Regions from separate parts of the Sus scrofa genome. Here all the other regions are linked to region 3. A link is a contact called in public HiChIP or PLAC-seq data. All regions are on one chromosome and are shown on one strand. The core of a region is the stretch at or near the end of the contact, and the rest is flanking DNA. Distances in the headings are between cores, read along the strand shown. Region 1 has its middle 12 kb from the start of CAMK2G. Region 2 overlaps CAMK2G (calcium/calmodulin dependent protein kinase II gamma). Region 3 overlaps VCL (vinculin).

The links. HiChIP or PLAC-seq counts read pairs in DNA pulled down with a chosen protein or histone mark.
Region 1: a contact with region 3 is called in an H3K27ac HiChIP or PLAC-seq map of skeletal muscle. The contact joins two enhancer-like sites. A contact is called at or near these places in 3 of 47 Hi-C or Micro-C datasets (embryonic fibroblasts, epiblast stem cells and skeletal muscle) and 2 of 2 datasets of contacts at active chromatin or transcription factors (alveolar macrophages and skeletal muscle).
Region 2: an H3K27ac HiChIP or PLAC-seq map of skeletal muscle shows a contact between it and region 3. The contact joins two enhancer-like sites. A contact is called at or near these places in 2 of 2 datasets of contacts at active chromatin or transcription factors (alveolar macrophages and skeletal muscle).

What each region holds. Positions count from the first base shown.
Region 1 is chr14:76,603,199-76,606,799 of Sscrofa11.1, reverse strand. It overlaps a transcript of CAMK2G not described here. Among named protein-coding and RNA genes, the nearest start is that of CAMK2G, 12 kb to the right of the region's middle. Within about 2 kb of position 1,264, at least 25 of the 83 cell types and tissues checked have an H3K27ac peak or open chromatin away from gene starts, as enhancers often do. A contact at or near this core is called in skeletal muscle, where this site is marked.
Region 2 is chr14:76,583,030-76,587,181 of Sscrofa11.1, reverse strand. All of the region lies in intron 2 of CAMK2G (calcium/calmodulin dependent protein kinase II gamma), which reads left to right. Among named protein-coding and RNA genes, the nearest start is that of CAMK2G, 7.4 kb to the left of the region's middle. Within about 2 kb of position 2,886, at least 31 of the 83 cell types and tissues checked have an H3K27ac peak or open chromatin away from gene starts, as enhancers often do. A contact at or near this core is called in skeletal muscle, where this site is marked.
Region 3 is chr14:76,748,734-76,752,490 of Sscrofa11.1, reverse strand. The region is part of intron 2 of VCL (vinculin); the gene reads right to left. Among named protein-coding and RNA genes, the nearest start is that of VCL, 50 kb to the right of the region's middle. Within about 2 kb of position 2,475, at least 17 of the 83 cell types and tissues checked have an H3K27ac peak or open chromatin away from gene starts, as enhancers often do. A contact at or near this core is called in skeletal muscle, where this site is marked.

The DNA of each region.
Region 1 (3,601 bases), core at 15-2,514, 140 kb after region 3:
CAGGTGAGAAGCAGCACCTCGTGCCCCAAGCCGTCTCCAGCAGTGGTTATAGAGCCTGTGCTATTTTAAGTTCCTTTGTCATCACTGCAAGCAAACTGGACTGAGGGAGTCTGATTAGAAGGGGAAGAACAGGTTTAACAGAGCTGGGGTGGCGGGGGCTGCTTCCTTGAGTTGGCACCACAGCACCAGGCAGAAGAGCTCAGTGCTTCTGAGGCTCAGAACTGGGTTAGGATCCAGCTCTGGTTTCTGAGCAACTTGTCTGACAAAAGAAGCAAGGAGGAAGATTCTGAGGTTCAAGGGCCAGTGGCTGTAATTCCTATCACAGGAAAAACCATGACAATAATAATACCTTATTATAAATGTGCTTTATTGTATATGCTACCTTCATGGACCTGATCTCATTTGATCCTTACTACTATCCTATGAGGCAGGCGGGTATTATTTGTCCCACCTTAAATATAAGGAATCTAATATTCACCCAAGTAAGTGACTTGCCCAAGGTCATAGTCTTAAGAAAGGGACAATGGCAGGGCCTGAATCAATTGCAGAAGGGGGTTTGGGAATCTAGACCTGCTCAGCTAGAGGTTTCTGTAGCATGAGGGGAGCTCAGGGAGAGAGGGGAAGCCTTGGCCTTCAGCTGGTGGCCTCAGGAAATGTGGGGCTTCATGGATCAGTGGCTGAGGAGTGGACCCACCCCAGATCCTGTGGGTGGTCTGGCACTACAGGGTGATCACAGCAGGCGTCAGGGCAGCTTCATCGTCTTTCTTAACTGGCAAGTACGAAGGGTTTTTCTCTTTCCATCTTGCTGCCCCCTGAGTCAGCTCTCTGGCATTGCCCTGGCATGTCTTGGGCCCCACACCCAGGCAGTGAGGAGGCACTGGCAGATTGCCTGGGGAATGCTGCTGTCCTAACTCAAGCCAAGTTCCAGTTATGACCCCCTTTCCAGAGGCAGCCCAACAATGGCTGCATTGGGAGCTGCGACTTGTAGGCCTAGGGTGAGTCTCCCTCTCACCGCTTGGACTTCCTGGCACAGGGGACATTGGGCACATGTGAGGGCTGTAGCCCAGAAGGGGATGCAGGGATCAAATACATTTTATGGACTGGCTGAGCCAGGTTCCTACCCAGATCCCTGCTTGGGTTTCCAGTCACATCCAAATAGCTGGGGAGGGAGTTGCTTTTGGACAGAAAGGGGGAGAAGAGAGCCAAGACTCCAGCCTGAAGCTGCCTCAGCTGTTTCTGGGGCTCTGACTCAGAAGCCACTTCTCAGGAATGTTGAGCACATGGGCCTCTGAGCCCTTGCCCAGGCACAGCGGAATGAACAGCTGGGCTCAGGGACAGGGGTGGCTCACCCTTCTCCCTCTTCTCTGAGGACACCCCTTCCATGAAGCAGATTGAGGGCTTGTCCTAGAAGGCCCTGGTTCCTCTGTCCAGGAAGGAAGTTTCTCCAGACCACCTCAACCCCCAGGCATCAACCCCTGGCAATGCCAGTCTACAGCTACTAGTTTGCACTTATCAAAATGCTGCATTGTGTGAATGCCCATCTCTACCCTTCTCTCTAGATAGCTCCTCAGCTCCATTGTAACTTCCTTAATCTTATGCTCAGGGTTAAAAAAAAAAAAAAAAAAAGAAAAAGTGCCCTTGTCATACTATTCATCTGATAGATATATTGACTGACTAATAGCCTGAGGATAAGAAATGAAGAAAAGAGGGTAAAGAGAAAGCAGTGAGAAAGCCAGCAGTCTGGGTCACATCCCACAATCTGGAGAATCTACTTCCCTTTCCAAGCAAAACTCCCAGGCTGCTTGGAGAAAGGAGAGCAGAAAAGCTGCGATGAGGTGGCCTGGTACTTCCTTGCCCCCAGCACCGACCCCAACCCCAGACACCCTCATGTTTGCCTAGGGCCATCAGGAAGCCTTCTACCTCGAGAGGAGGGGGCCCTGCAGCGATTCTCCAAATGTAGGCAAAGTTTCTACTCTCTGCTTCTTGTCTCTATTTCATTTCTCTAGAGCAGGTAGATAACACAGGGGATGATCCACAGTGAATGAGAGGCAAGGAAAACTACCCCTGCAATAGATATCATGTCAGCAGCTTATTTTTTATTTTATTACCTTTTGCTTCTTAGGGTCGCACCTTTGGCATATGGAAGTTCCCAGGCTAGGGGTCAAATTGGAGTTGCAGCTGCCGACCTATGCCACTGCCACTGCAAGTGGGATCTGAGCTGTATCTGTGACCTACTCAATGGTAGGTCACCCCTACCTCATGGCAGGTTAGGTTAGGGTTAGGATTAGGGCAACTCACGGCAATACCAGATCCCCAAACCACTGAGCAAGGCCAGGGATCGAACCCACATCCTCTTGGATGCTAGTCAGGCTCGCAACCCACTGAACCACAATGGGAACTCCTCAGCAGCTTATTTTAGGTTTTAGGTTTAATTGTCTGTGTACCTCCTTAGATCATAAGAGCTGGGAGGACAGGAACAGAGTCTATATTGTTCACTGAGCTAGTCCCAAAGCCTGGCATGCTACATGGTACAGAGCAGGCACTTTGTAGGATGCTCCATACACGGTCCTTGACTTGGCTAATTCAGGGGCATCTGGAATTTACCAGTACCTTTCTGCTCTATACATAGCTGCTATCAGCAATTTTTATTCTAGAGCTAACTCATTCCAAGTATGGGAATCTGATGATCTAGTGGAAGAAACAGAAGCCAGGGACACTGATAGGTCTTCTCTGGAGCCTTGGGTTCTAGGACAGTCTTGCTGTTGGCAATGACTCCTGGGGTGGGGTCAGCTGTGTAATCCACAACCTGGCAGGCTCTCTAAAGCCGGGCCTACCGCGGCCTCTAGTGGACAAGCAGAATCACTGCCCTTTTGAGGGTGGAGGTCCAGCTTCCCACCTCTTTGCCCCCAGGATCTCCAGGTTCTCCATCCTTGGACCCAAGGTCAAGAGCATGCAAGATGGCACCACTCGCAAGATAATGGATCATATCAGAACCTTTGACCAGCCATCCAACAGACCAACTCATTAAAAAGCACCCATACGTAGTACTCTGATAAAAGCATGAGAGAGGGGAGGGAGCTAAAAAAATAAGACAAGGGCTCAGCCCTTAAGAAGCCTATGATCTAATTATGAAGGCAAGACTAAAATTTTAAAAAATCAAACAGCAAGCTTGTAATCAGGTTCCAAACATTTCAAGAGCTGAGTTCCAAGGATTAGTGCTCCCTCCCTTACCTCATTTTTCTCATCTGTAAAATAGGGATAATATAATTTACCTTGCAGGGTTATATGAAGATTAAAATCAGGTGATAGGAAGGAGAAAATATGGCACTATTGTTGTTGTCATTGTACAAGTTCATCATAAAAAATTTAGAAAGCACATTTAAGGGAAAATGATCATAGTAATACCACTATCGGAGATAAGTACTATTAATTGGATGGTGTACATTCTTAAGCATGTTGAGCATGTCTGCAGAAGCTGGGCACCATTCTGGGAGTGGTACTAAATCACGGGGTTACATAGATGACTAGAATTACAAAGGGCCTAGAAAGTTATACATGAGCGTCCATACTTAATTCTGAAGGAGACAATATTTCAGCAAAG
Region 2 (4,152 bases), core at 1,637-4,136, 170 kb after region 3:
CCTGGGTTCTAGCCAAAGAGATTCTATTCAGGAGGTCTAGGGTGGAGCCTCAGAATCTGCTTTTTTTTTTTTTTTTTTTTTTTAAGCCCCACCTGCAGCATATGGAAGTTCCCAGGCCAGGGACTGAATCCTAGCTGCAGCTACAGCAACACAGGATCCTTTAAATGCACTGGCCGGGTTGGGGATTGAACCCAGGCCTCCACAGTGACCCAAGCCACTGTAGTAGGATTCTTAACCCACTGTGCTACAGCAGGAACTCCAGAATCTACATTTTTAACAAGTGCCTTAGTGAATTTCATGCAGCTGGTTCCTGAGCCACACTTTAAGAAATGCCACCTAAAATCAGTGACAGCTGTGACAGTTGCTCCTGCCATGCTTTCTGAGATTTACCAGACACACCTTGGCTGGGCCTTCTCCAGGTGGTGTCTCTGCCGGTATGTGGCCATCTGTGCACATGGGCTGTTCTGTGATTAGGGGCCTCCTTCTGAGTCCTCATATTAGGGTGTCAGTTTGTGTCCCAGACTATGGCAAGCTGAGTGGCTGAGTGACTGGTATTGTGGCATGTTGGCCACCAGAAGGGCAAAGGCTGTCCCTTTCTGGGTCCAGCTGGCCCTGGGGATTGAAATAGGATCCCCCTGGGTGGTGCCAGCTGAAAGTCTCCGCCCCCTTAGTGTTGGCCTGAGCAGCCCCCATGACATTTGTGTCCCCTGTGGTATTTCCGAATGAGACTTTCCTGTTCAGGGTCTAGGTGATGAGAAGGGAGGGTGATGCAGCAATGAGGGAGGAGGAACAGGCAGAGAAATTTGTGTAGCACTGGAACAGTGGGACTCTGGGACCTGAGGAGACATTGGAAGTTAGGTACAGAACTGTGCTTTTTTCCTGAGGGTAAAGCAGACCCGTATCTGTTGACAGAGAAAGGGGCATCCTGTGTATAAGTGACTGAGCTCCTCTGACTCTTCCTCCTGAGTGGATGAGGAGGCAGCCTGGAGGTCCCTTCTCTGTGCCAAGGGCCGGTTTCATCCTACAGTCATGCTGTGAGCTGTGAAACTTAGCTCATACAGCACTGGCCTGTCCCCCTCCTCTCCCACCCCTTTCCAGAGTGACTTTGGGTGCTGGCATCGTAGGGTGAGGTTGGAGGTTGGAAGGTGGCCCCTTCCTGTAGGAGAAGTCCCTGTTTTCTTCCTGCTGCTTGCTCTAGTCCCCTGTCAGGAGCTGTGCTCCAAGCTTTGAGGCTGTGCTGAAACTCTAGAGGTGAGTGGCTGACCCCTTTCTCTGCTGAGGCTGGAGAATGGGAAGGGGAGGAGTGGGTGTGATGGGCTTCTGCCCCTGTTTCTGTGCTTGCAGCTTTCTGGACAGCCTTGGCAGGCTGACAAAGGTCCTGATCCCATGGGTGCCGAAAGGGTGGTGACAGGAAAAGATGGGCACTTTGCACCTCTTGAGTGCCTCTCGGCAGAGGCCCTTTGTCTTCTGCCCATGGCCAGACAGAGCCATTGGGGAAACTAAGACTCAAAGTTGGCTGGTTTGTTTTGAACTGCAGGCATTCCATTGATTTACCAATGAATGCCAGTGCTCACATCCCAGCATCCTTAAGCTTCGTGGTCCTCACTCACCCCTTGGCTCTTCTCTTTAATTAATTAATTAATTAATTAATTAATTTGTCTTTTTTGCCATTTTTTGGGCTTCTCCCACGGCATATGGAGGTTCCCAGGCTAGGGGTCTAATCGGAGCTGTAGCCAATGGCCTACGCCAGAGCCACGGCAATGCGGGATCCGAGCCACGTCTGCAACCTACCCCACAGCTCACAGCAAAGCCAGATCCTTAACCCACTGAGCAAGGCCAGGGATCGAACCCGCAACCTCATGGTTCCTAGTCAGATTCATTAACCACTGAGCCACGATGGGAACTCTGGCTCTTCTCTTTAAAATACAGATTCTGGACATCTCGTTCCTGTGATGAATCCTGATGCATCACCCCCACACCTCTCCACTCTAAGCCCAGTGAGGCAGATCTCTCCTTTCTGCTGGCTAGGTCTCATTCTCGTCTGTACCCAGCTCTGTGGGTAGAGACTGCTCTCTGGTGGGGATATTTCCAGCCACTTCCCCCCAACACCACCTCTACTTCCTGGGCCCTATCAGCAGCAGCAGCAGCTTCCCATCTGCTCCCCTCTTTTCTCCTCCCTCTCTTTCCCCTCCCCCTGCTAGCTGCTGCCCTGGGAGGAGCTATTTTTAGGGGCTGCTTCCTGGGATGTTTTACTTGGGGCTGGTTACCATGAAGGAAATGTCACCAAAACAGTGGGCAAAGGCTGCAGGCACCCAGAGCCCTGCCGGGGGCATGGAGAACTCAGCAGCTGACCCTGTTCTGGCCCTTCAGAGTATCCAGAGTGTCCAAAGGCAGAACCTTGCCTTCTTGGGGCTTGCCAGTGACCCCATGGGGATTTTCTCTGTCCAAGCTGACTTGGAGACTTTCATTATGGGGCACTTCTTGGTGCCTCCCTCCTTTTCCTCCTTAGTTAAAGCTTCTCTTGTCCTAAGATATAAAGACCAAAGTAAGGCTCGGGTCTTTGTGTCACCCAGTTAAAACTGCTTGAGTTAGGACAAAGACAAGGGGAGGACACCAGGTTAAAGGACAGAGCCTTGGAGGTTCATGTGAGCACGTTTTAGGCCCTGTCCTGCTATCTTCACAACCCTCAGCTAGTCCCTGGGTGTGTGGGTGTGAAGGAATTAGAAGCCATGGCCCCTGCTCTTACATAATGCATGGACTTTGCTCTTAATTGGGAACTTTGCACCTTTGGAGTGAGATTCAGAGAGGAGCGGATGTGGCATCACAGTGTCAGGGTGAGGTCAGTGGGATTGTGGCTTGAGATTCCCACTGGTCAGTGCCCAAGGCCAGGGGCTGTTTATAAGCAGCTGGGGAATGCGGATTATGACACCAAATCCCTGTGCTGCCCTTGTCTCTGCTCCTCAGAGCAATGCCTCGTGGGACAGGGGGGCGGAAGGGGCCACTCAGAAGGGCAGCAAGAGGAGACACCCAGATCAAGCATCTGAACTCAGTGGAGCTGTGGGAAGCTTTTCCCAGTCCATCCTGCAGCCACAGGCACAGACCTTTGAAATACCCTTTGAAAAGTCAAGGGTGTCATTGAAATTAGAACTTGACAATCTCTAGTAGGACTCTGCACCCTTTCCCACTGACAAAGGGTTGTATGTTTAGGTGGCAGCTGGATCTTCATTGAAGCCCTGATGGCGTTTTTGGTTTTAGGGAGATGTCACTAAACTGGCCAGCGTGTCTTGGCAGGGCTGTGGCGAATCTGGCCCACCCTGCCGGCCTTGATCCTGTTGTTAAAGGAACATAAATTTGGAGTAGGTTTCTCCCTGGGTCCTGGGGGAGAGGTGTTTCTAGGGCTCTGCCTCCCCTCTGCTACATACTATCTCCTCACTGTCCACTTCCTCTTTTCTGTATCTGGTCACCCCTTGCTACCCTTCCTTTCAGTTTAGGTATTTGGCCTTTGTGGTGCCCTAGACCAAGTCTTGAGGCACTTGGGCAGAAGGTGAAAGAGGCGAGGGCTCCAGGGATCCTTGTGTCCCAGGGCCTGGCTCTGGTGGGCTATTAGGAAGGCCTGAAGCGGGACCTTTATAATGATCACTTTTGCTTTCTGATCCTCTTGCTGCCTCTGCTCTTGAGGGGGAGAACCTTGCAGAGGGCTGTGGTTGGAGCTGGGCTGAAGGCCGGCAGGGCTAGGTCTCTCCATGGCAGTAGCACACAGGCAGGCAGGAAGTGGCCCTGTGCAAAAGCGGGAAGTGGCTCTTGTCAAACAGGAAGGGGGGGCTGGGCTGTGTGAGGGGGTGGGGTCGAGCCCAGTTGAAAGGTAGATGGGAAGAGGGTCAGCCTTGGAAGGTCTAGGCTCCTCCCTGGGAACAGTGAGCTCATTGGTCGCTGGAAGGACGGGTGTTGAAGCTGCTCCTTTATGACAGGAGCATGGGCTGGCATGTTATCACCTTGGGATGCCTGGACTTACCACTGTGGACCAGCCAGTTCAGTGGCCTCACTCCTTTGGGGACTGGAGGTGCCGAGTTTACAGGACAGATTTGCAGCTGGAAAAAGGGCTCTGCAAACCTTACTTGTTCCTGGAACACCGCTGCTGCTGGGGTGGAGCCC
Region 3 (3,757 bases), core at 1,226-3,725:
AGCAGTATCTGCAAAGCACAATGAAGTTAAATGCAATAAAAGAAAGGATGCCTCTATAAAGGAGAGAGTCTGATGGGCCTATTTAGACATACACTGCTCTATAAGTTTACACCAAAAAGCTCTCTAAACCATTTAACAAATGAAACTTTCACTCCACCCCCCAAAAACATGTTGGCAGTGAGGGAAACCAAAATCCATACCAAAATCACTGTTTTAATAAAATCCGACCTCAGACAGTATAGCCATTTAGGTTATAAACAAAGTCACAACATATACATTCTCTCCGCATTGCTACAGAGCAGAACAACTGAAAATCTGATTTCATGGAAGTTGGATTACCCTGGCACACACCCAAGGAAGCAGGTGTTAATTAACATCTTGAGACCTGTCCTTTCAAAAGAAAGAGCTGGTCAGGCCACAAGCACTTCCGATCAGGCAAAGTACAGACAACTCTTGGTAAGTAGGAAGGAAACAGGTGGGAAGAATAAAGAACACAAGTGGTTAGTTGGTGAGGATTTCCCCCACGGTGGCTATGTCCATTTCCAACCAGGCTGGCCCTGGCATAATTAATCTGGCAGGCAAAATTAACTGGCTAGGCTATTCCTGTTCTCTTCTTCTTTTCCTTTTTTGGGCCATGGCATGCAGCAGCTTGATGTGGGATCTCAGTTCCCAGACCAGGGACTGAACTTCTGGCCACAGCAATGAAAGAGCCAAGTCATAACCACTAGGCCACCAGGTAACTCCCCCCACTCTCTTCTTAACCTATGTTGAGACTGTCTCTCCCTTCCTATCTAAGCAGAGTCCCTCAGAGATCAAGAAAGGCCCAGATCACTTTCAAGTTTGAGAAGCCCATCATATTTAAAAATAAAGAAATGTCAAAACTGGGTCATAAACATGGTGGTATATTTAAGCCTTTGCATTGAATAATTTTATTTTTTTGTTTTTATTTTTTCTTTTTATGGCCACACCTGTGGCACATGGACATTCCCTGGCTGGGGGGTTGAATCAGAGCTGCAGCTACAGGCCTACATGACAGCCACGACAATACCAGATCCAAGGCACATCTGTGATCTACGCCACCACTTGTGGAAACACAGATTCTTAAGCCACTGATCAAGGCCAGGGGTCAAACCTGCAACCTCATGGATACTAGTTAGGTTTTTAACATGCTGAGCCAAAATGGGAACTCCTGAATAATTTTAAATGCATGATAAACATCTTTTTTTTTTTTTTTTTTGGTCACACCTACAGCATGTGGAAAGTTCTGGGGCCAGGGATCAAACCCATGCCACACCAGTGATAATGCTAGATCCTTAAGCCACTGAACCTCCAGGGAACTCCAAACATCTTCTTTTAAGATTCCCCCTTTTTCTCTCTATAGTCAGTATATATAGTATCATTTGAAGAAAATATTAAAGTCCAATCCCTTCATAAATATAAGGCCAGGTATTGGGGGTAAGGGAAAGGCCCTCAAACACTCTCTGCTTTCCCATATTTGGAACCTAACCTCAGATCAGTAAAAGTCACTGCTGATGCCCCAAAAATTCTGTCTTCACTAGGTTTTCAAGCATTTAAATTGTTAACCTGAGGAATGAGCTCTAATGAAACTCCAGGTATTAGCAACTGACAGTGCAGTCTTTTTACTATTCTTCAAATAAGAAGTGCTGCCTCCATAAATGATTCATTCCATCCTCTTGTCTTTTTGTGTATATACATATGATTTTATCAAATAATAATAATTATATGTGTGAAAACTTCAAAAGATTCAGGGAGATGTATGAAAATAAAGAATTCTTTTATATACTTGGGCACAAACTTTACTTTAAAATAGCAAAAAGCAGATTCATTCTGGGGCATCCCAGTACCAGCCAATATGCTTTGTTCCTGGCACTGCCGAAATTTTGAGAAAGGTCAAGGGGCCTAAGCCATTAGTCATCCAGAAACCTGAGTGAAGGCCACGAGCAGTTACAATTTTTAGGAGGGAGTCTGAACACTGAGTACAATGACCAGCTTTAATCTGGTTCAAGCAGCAAGTGCACAGCACAGACTCCCCATGTGTACACTGTGTGATAACACCAAAACATGCTGTTCCAACCCCATGCTCCTAGATTTAAAGATATTACAGGCCTCAGCCACAAACTATTCCTTTCCTCAACCTAACTCAGTGACACTGCAGGACACTGAAGGTGTCTACCCAAAACTAAAATTAAAAACCACAATGAGTCATACCAAAGACATTCAAAACCCTTCAAGGTCCAAACTTTTTTGCTAGAACATGTACATTGAGATAACAAAGCTAAAAAACACACACAAAAACACCAAAGCCTGGCTAAATTCTTTTATTTCAGATGAAATCAGGAGGGTGTGCAGCCAGTTTCGACTTCCCTGCAAACAAAACAGGATTCTGCCAGGGCCCAGAGATAACTGCAGGGGAAGTAGCACATTGGCGATGGGAGGTTTCCAAGTGTCACTGCTGCCCAAGCTATACCCTCCTAAAGTCTTAGGGAGAGCTTACTTGAAAGGTAGAGTATGAGTCACAACTTCTGAAACCAGAATGCCTAGTCCTAGTCTTTCTCCTCTCTTCTTTCACCTCCTGTTCAAATATAGCATCTGTGAAGGAAGAGGAGATTCTAAGCCTAAGAGGTTCAGTCAAAAACTCTGCTCCTATAGGTCCATCAGCTCCTCTGGTCCTTCCTCTGTTTCATGCTAGGATTATGGAAGAACATATAAGATAAACATATAAGCAAGCGTGTCTTACAGACATTAGTAGTTTTCAAATGTATGTCGATACTGCTGTGATAAATAAAATAAAAATTTCTCTTAAGACATAACAAAATCAGAGAGAGACAAATATCATATGAGATCACTAATATGTGGAGTCTAATTTAAAAACAACACCAAAGAACTTATTCACAAAACAGAAAAAAACTCAAAGATTTCAAAACCAAACTTATGGTTACCAAAGGGGAAATTCCAGGAGGAAGGATTGGCATACACACATTCCACATACAAAACTGGTTGGTAACAAGGATCTACTACATAGCTCAGGGAAATCTATTCAGTACTCTGTGATAGCATATATGAGGAAAGAATCTGAAAAAGAATGGATATATACATGTATATGTATGACTGAATCACTTTGCTGTACACCTAAAACTAACACAACACTAAGTCACCTATATTTCACTAAAATTTATTTAAAAGAATTACAAATTCATCTTAACTTTTATTCTTATGCATTCTTTTTTTTTTTCTTTTTAAAGGGCTGAACCCACAGCATGTAGAAGTTCCCAGGCTAGGGGTTGAATCAGAGCTACAGCTGCCAGCCTGTGCCACAGACACAGCAACATCAGATCCAAGCCGAGTCTGCAACCTACACCACAGCTCAGGGCAATGCCGGATCCTTAACCCGCTGAGCAAGGCCAGGGATCAAACACACATCCTCATGGTTCCTGGTTGGGTTTGTTAACCACTGAGCCACAAAGGGAAGGAACTCCTCCTTATGAATTCTCAATCAACTAAGAATAAAGAATCTCATTATTATTATTTGAAAGTCCTTATTCTAAAAAAAGTTGACAATCGCTGTTCTACAGTAGAATGTAATGAATGAGTTATATGCATCTAAACACAAAGTGTAATAGACACAATATGAGAATGTTTTTACTTTTGAAGAAAACTGACAAAAACTAAGATGTGCTTTAAAAAAAAGGAACACAATCTGGAGATAAAAATCAACAGTAGGTTTAACATCAACCAA